Regions from separate parts of the Sus scrofa genome. Here region 2 is linked to region 1. A link is a contact called in public HiChIP or PLAC-seq data. All regions are on one chromosome and are shown on one strand. Each heading gives the region's core, a stretch centred on a gene start, on an enhancer-like site or on the middle of the called end of the contact. The rest is flanking DNA. Distances are from core to core; before and after follow the strand shown. Region 1 has its middle 86 kb from the start of C7H6orf223. Region 2 has its middle 70 kb from the start of C7H6orf223.

Region 1 (2,993 bases), core at 172-2,671:
CTCCTCTTTCAGGCTGCCGTGCCCCACACGCCCTGGGACCACCCTCCTGTCACCCAACCCTTCTGGAGAAGGTGACAGACCCACACTACCAAGGGAAGAGGGGCAGCCTGGGCTGTCAACCAGGGCCTCCCTTTCCCCTCGTCCTTATCCTCCTTGGGGCATTCGGCGTCTCCTCTCCTCCCTGGTCTGTGGACACTGGTTGGCTCTGCCCTGGGCTGGGGCTGTGGGGAGTTCCCTCCAGACGGGAGACACGATGCCCATGGCTTACAGGCCAGACACCTGTGCTATGCAGGGCAATGACGACGGCCCCACGGGGCCCTTTATGGAGAATGACCTGTCTAATCCTCACGACCACACTAGGAAGTTGGTCCCGTAATACATTTTACAGGTAAAGAAGCCGAGGCCCAGAGTGGTGGCATAACTGGCCCAGGGGCTTATAGCTAAGAAGCAGGGTGGGCACCCTGTGGTCTACACCAGAGCCTGCATGCTTACCCTATACACCTGCTCTTCCCAACAAGGTAACTGCTAAACCCTTGGGATTATTTAACTTCGAAATAATTAAAATGAAATACGGGAGTTCCCTTTGTGGCTCAATGGGTTAGGAACCTGACATAGTGTCCCTGAGGATGCGGGTGTGATCCCTGGCCTCCGATGTGGATTAAGGACCCGGCATTTCCGCGAGCTATGACACTGCTCAGCATTGCACTGGCTGTGGCCTAGGCCCACAGCTGCAGTTCCAATTCCACCCCTAGCCTGGGAACTTACATCTGCCGCAGGTGCGGTCTTAAAAAGAAAAAAAAAAAAAACGTGGAGTTCCTGTCCTGGCTCAGTGGTTAACGAATCCAACTAGGAACCATGAGGTTGTGGGTTCGATCCCTGGCCTTGCTCAGTGGGTTAAGGATCCGGCGTTGCTGTGAGCTGTGGTGTAGGTCACAGACGTGGCTCGGATCCCGCGTTGCTGTGGCTCTGGTGTGGGCTGGTGGCTATGGCTCCGATTCGACCCCTAGCCTGGGAACCTCCATATGCCACAGGTGCAGCCCCAGAAGAGACAAAAAAAAAGACCAAAAAAAAAAAAAAGAAATATAATTAAAAATTCAATTCTTCCATTACACCAGCCTCCTTTCAAGTGGTCAGTAGTCACACATGGCTAGTAGCTCCCAGAGTCTTTCCATCATCCCAGAAAGTTCTATTGAACACCCCTGGTCTATGCTGTACTGCCTCTCAAGAATCAAGAGGGAACAATGGAAAATCATCCTTCCGTTGATAGCATAAAATAATAATTAACTGTCTGATAATAATAGCTACAATTTACCAAGCTTCCTACGTGCTAGGCACAGTGCCAAGCCCATAATCCTTACTCAATCCCCGACTCAGGAAGGTTACCCAGGGTCACAGCAGCCAGGAAGTGAATCCAGATCTGGGTGACCCTGGTCTGGTCCTGCCCCCTCCTGCTCCACCCCCTGCTGAGCCCGGAGGAGTCTACAGCCCCTGGGGAAAGGAGGCAAAGGCAAATACGTGCATTGCACAAGAACAGGAATTAAACTAAATCAGCACGTAATTAACATCATCACAGTTCCCCAAGCCTGCTGACCAGAACATTACACTAATGAGGTCAAGGTCTTGATTTTGTGCCCTTTTGAGCATCACTTCACTTCTCATGAAAAAAAAAAAAAAAAAAGCCACACACTCTGCCCTGAGGGCTGCAACAGGCCCCCAGATGTCATGGTGAAGAGGCTGGGAGACTGGATATGTTTCACCAGAGCCTGTGGCCTCTTGTCGGAGGCCAGGCTGGGCCAAGCTGGAGCCAAGGCCTATTAAATCCTGGCAGGTGCCTGTGTTCCAGGCAATGGGGGTGCCAGTGTCTTCCTCCTCTGGACAGAACAGAGTTAGCAGAAAGCAAGACTTGAGTTTGAAGAAAAGATGCAGAAGAAGTTAGAAAAGAGCTTCCGAGATGTGCTTCCTCTCAGGTAAAACTTTTGGGTGGTATGTGGGGATTATAGGGCTTTTTGAGGGCTGGATTTGGGCGGGGAGATCTGCCTTAGAATCCCGTAAAGATTGTTTTAATGTGGGAAAGTCAGCTTCAGTTATATGTCAATCTCCACATGTCCCCTGGGAAGATAAGGACCAGTGAGTGACAAGAGCGGACAGTTCAGCAGAGAGCCGGACACCGACACTGCCCCTGCCCCACCTCCCTGCCCCGTCCACAAGGCCCCAAGGTCATGGAAGCCCTGTGCCTACACAGGTGGGTATCAGTAGATGTTTTGTTTAAATGATCTTTCTCCTTAAGCAAGTGTTGCCTGGGCCAGCATACCCCCAGGTTTTGGGGGACTCTGATGAGGTACCAAAGGCACCAACCAAATGGCTGGCTGTGTGAGTCAGGATAAGCCATGCTGTGCTGCAGTAACAAATGAGCCTTGAAAGCTCAATGGATTCACACTATGAAGGTTTGTTTCTTGCTCATACACTGTGGCCAAGGCAGATTAGCAGAGGCCCTGCTCTGCAGAGTCAATTAGGGACCCTAGATAGCAGAGCCATCAAATTTCAACAGGTGGCTTCCATGGCTGTGCCTGCAGGGGCAGAAAAGAGCAGGAGGGCTTTGCACTGGCTCTCAAAAGCTCTGGCCCCTGAAGTAACAGTCAGCATCTCCATTCACAACTTCTAGGCCAGAGCTAGTATTGTGGTCCCACCTACTGTAGAGGAGCAGGTGGATACGTGGAGGGGAAAAAAATCTCTCTGCCACTTTACCGCTTTTCCTCTCAAAACCCATTTTCATCACCTGTAGAAGGAAGGATTCTAAGGTGCCTTCGAGCGCTGGGATTCCAGATTCCTAGGTGTTTTATTTAAAAGTTGAATGTCCTCAGTGGCATTTGATCTTCCCCTCTCAGAAGTAGTCTTGACTTTTTAAAGGAGGCAAAATTTATTTGACAATCCAATTTAAAAATGAGTGAAAGATCTGAACAGACGGCTCGGAAGCAAATAAACTTAGGAAAAGA
Region 2 (3,040 bases), core at 175-2,674, 160 kb after region 1:
ATTCAACCCTAGCCTGGGAATCTCTATATGCCTCAGGTGCAGCCTTAAAAAGCAAAAAATGCAGAGTCCTAAGATCCTTCTAGACCTAGAGAATCAGAGTCTCTGTGAGTGGGACCCAAAAGTCTATATTTAAATACAATATTTGAACGTCCTCCCACTCAGCACGGCCCCAACCTCAGACCACGGAGATCCCCACAGAAGGCAAAATCAATCTGCACTGGTTATTTCTGGAGGGATGGGAGCATCCCTGCCTCTGGGCCTCCTTTTACTCCTAGGATCCTTCACTCTCCCTCTCCTGGAACTGAGGCCCAAGCAGGCAGAGTCAGGCCAAAGAGGGCAAGAAAACAGGTCTCCAACGTGTCTTGGAGGGGGATGTCCAAAGCATGGGGCCAGAGGACGAACGGGGTCAACAGGGCCACCTCTCTGTCCACTGCAGGGGTGCAGGTGGAATTCAGAGGGACTGACACCCTAGGCGGTGCCAGGGGCCCCACCAGCTGGGGCTGGAGGACCAGATGCTCTTAGCACAGCCCCTCCGCCTGAAGCACCAGGGGAACCCTCTCCCCACTCCGTCTTCCCCTAAACATCTCAGGACGTGATGGGAGCACCGCCCCAGGCTCCCTGAGCCGCGGGGGCAGCAGACACTGGTCTTCAGTAAGGAGTGGAGAGGGATCAGCACACATCACATCACCCTTGGCACAGCCCCCATTGGCGGGCACCCTGCCACCGTGTCAGCCAGCATTCTCCCTGCAGAGGCCTTGTGAGCAGAGGAGGGAGGCCGGGGGGTTGCACCCACTAGCAACGGCCCAGGCCCCTAGAAGCCCCCGACCCCCACCCCTTCGCCCCCGGGCCCTGCCTTCCCTGGGTGCGGTTGGTAGTTCTTTTTTATCTGTGTGACCATTTGCTTTCAGCCTCTCCTCCAGGCTCCGTGAGAACAAGACTGAGTCTGCGCCGTTCACCAGTGTCTCCAGAGCACCTGGCAGGTTTGTTGAAAGAAGAAGAAAGGAAGAAAGGAAGGAAGCTTGAATGAAAGCGCCCCATTCCTGTCCACACCCTTGCCCTTTGCACAGAACCTGCAGGTGCCCAGACTTGGGGGATGGAGCCCATCTTGCCAGAGCTGGGAATCCAAGGTCAACCCCAGAGCAATTCTAAGGCTGTTTGTTAATCAAGGAAGACTTCCCTGTGGAGGGGGCAAGGATCCTGCCGGGTGGCGGGGGGTGGGGAGGGGGGCATGCACGGCGGGGGTGGGGTGGGGAGGGGAGTCCCACCTCACATCTGCTCTTCCTGTTCATCGCCTATTTCCGGCGGGAAGTCCCAGAGGCCAGAGGTTACGTCTGGGTCTCAGGGCCCTCCTCCGTACACCCTCATCGGAGCTGCGCGTGGCAGGCCCAACCATCGGCGGCCTGCTGTGACTCACAGCTCATGAGCCTTTCCTCTTGGCCAGAGATCATCAGGGAGCAGATATTACAGTAACATTACTAACCACATGTCATGGCCATGACCGAGCTTATGCTCAGAGCACCTCCCCCCACCCCGAGGGCACAGTCGTGACCTCACCCTTGAGGGTCAGCAGCAAGGAAAGGCCGTCCTTTCCAGAGGCAGGGGGATGGCCTGGATGATGCTGGTCTGCTGGAGAGTCTGGCTGCACACGCTCGCCTCTCTCCCACCCCAAGCGGCCCAGTTGGGGGAGAGGCTCAACCCCCCGCTGCTCCCGCCCCACCAAGGTGGCCAGGAGGGGGAAGGGGAAGTGGCAGAGGTTTCCCTGTCCTTGCCTTCCTCACTGCCTGGGCCAGGATGCTCATGCTGGGGAAAGTGGCGTCTGAGGATGTGGCCGCAGTGGCCGGCTCCTGGCGCCAGCAGAAATCCCCAAACCCGTCAGTGGACCCTGTTCAGACGCGTCTGCTGACCATGGCACTGAGTAAGTGCTGAGGAGACACTGCAGACTGATGTCACACCACCCCGCCTGCCCTCTCCTCCAGACAGGCCCTCCTGGAACCCAGACCATTCCAGTTCCTCCTGTCAGACCCCGAGACGGCCTGGGGCATCCGCTCCTCCAGGGAGGACTCCCTGGGAAAGAAAGGAACGTGCAGGACCTGGGCTCAGAGCCCAGCTGGGTGCTCATAGCAAAGTCAAACCTCTCTGGGCCTCGATTTCCCCAGCTGTAAAGTGGGACTAAGATGAGCTGCCCCTTGGGCGGCCATGAGAAGAAGTGCACCTGCACCGGCCGGGCAATGAACAGACTACAGCCCATGGCAGCCAGTCTTGGTGTTGCACTGCTGCCATTAATAGCTCCAGGCAGGCAATATCGAGTCTCAGGAGGAACTGGGGCATCAGGGAAGGGAGGGAAGCAGGGCTGTAGGAGGGGGGAGTTGGGAAGGCCCCGACCACCCTCTATGGGTTATGGACTAAAGGAACGAGGGGCTGGTGGCAGACACTGTTGCCCTCCAAACATCCCACCCTCCCCAGTTTTCAGCAAGACCCCCATGGGAAAGCATCCCTTGGGCCAGGGATGGCTGGGGGACTGAGAGATGGCCAGGGGGGTATAAGCAGAGTGTGACTTCCAGGACATTTCCTTAAAGGGAAGATGCAGGCTCTTCTTCAGTGCTGTCTTCCTCCTTCCCACTGGCTGGAGCTCCAGCGGCTGTCTTGAGCCATGAAATGACCTTGGACATGGAAATGACACCTAGCAAATCAATATGCTAGAGGGGGCCTGGGCCCCTGATGGCACCTAGCTATCAACCCACATTCAAGTACAGGAGCAAAAAAATGCACAGGGTGTAGACTCACGTGCAACTGAGTGGGGTGGGAGGGATGGGGTGCCCAGGAGAGAGGAGCTGCCAGGCATGCAACACCCCCTCAAGGAGCACTTCCTCCTGCATGAGCTGTGAGGCCAGGAGGAAGCTGGTGGAAGGACTTGCTCCAAGAGGAACTGGAAACAGAGGGTGGATGGACGAAAAAAAAAAAAAAAAAAGGAAGCAACAAAGGAATGAAAGGACCAGGTAAGTGGGCACACTGGGGAGAGCTATCCTGGCAGGAAATGCCC

What was found. HiChIP or PLAC-seq counts read pairs in DNA pulled down with a chosen protein or histone mark.
Region 2: a contact with region 1 is called in an H3K27ac HiChIP or PLAC-seq map of alveolar macrophages. The contact joins two enhancer-like sites. A contact is called at or near these places in 2 of 47 Hi-C or Micro-C datasets (epiblast stem cells and skeletal muscle) and 1 of 2 datasets of contacts at active chromatin or transcription factors (alveolar macrophages).

Annotation. Positions count from the first base shown.
Region 1 is chr7:38,906,315-38,909,307 of Sscrofa11.1, forward strand. No RefSeq gene overlaps it. Among named protein-coding and RNA genes, the nearest start is that of C7H6orf223, 86 kb to the right of the region's middle. Within about 2 kb of position 1,422, at least 8 of the 83 cell types and tissues checked have an H3K27ac peak or open chromatin away from gene starts, as enhancers often do. A contact at or near this core is called in alveolar macrophages, where this site is marked.
Region 2 is chr7:39,061,452-39,064,491 of Sscrofa11.1, forward strand. No RefSeq gene overlaps it. Among named protein-coding and RNA genes, the nearest start is that of C7H6orf223, 70 kb to the left of the region's middle. Within about 2 kb of position 1,425, at least 30 of the 83 cell types and tissues checked have an H3K27ac peak or open chromatin away from gene starts, as enhancers often do. A contact at or near this core is called in alveolar macrophages, where this site is marked.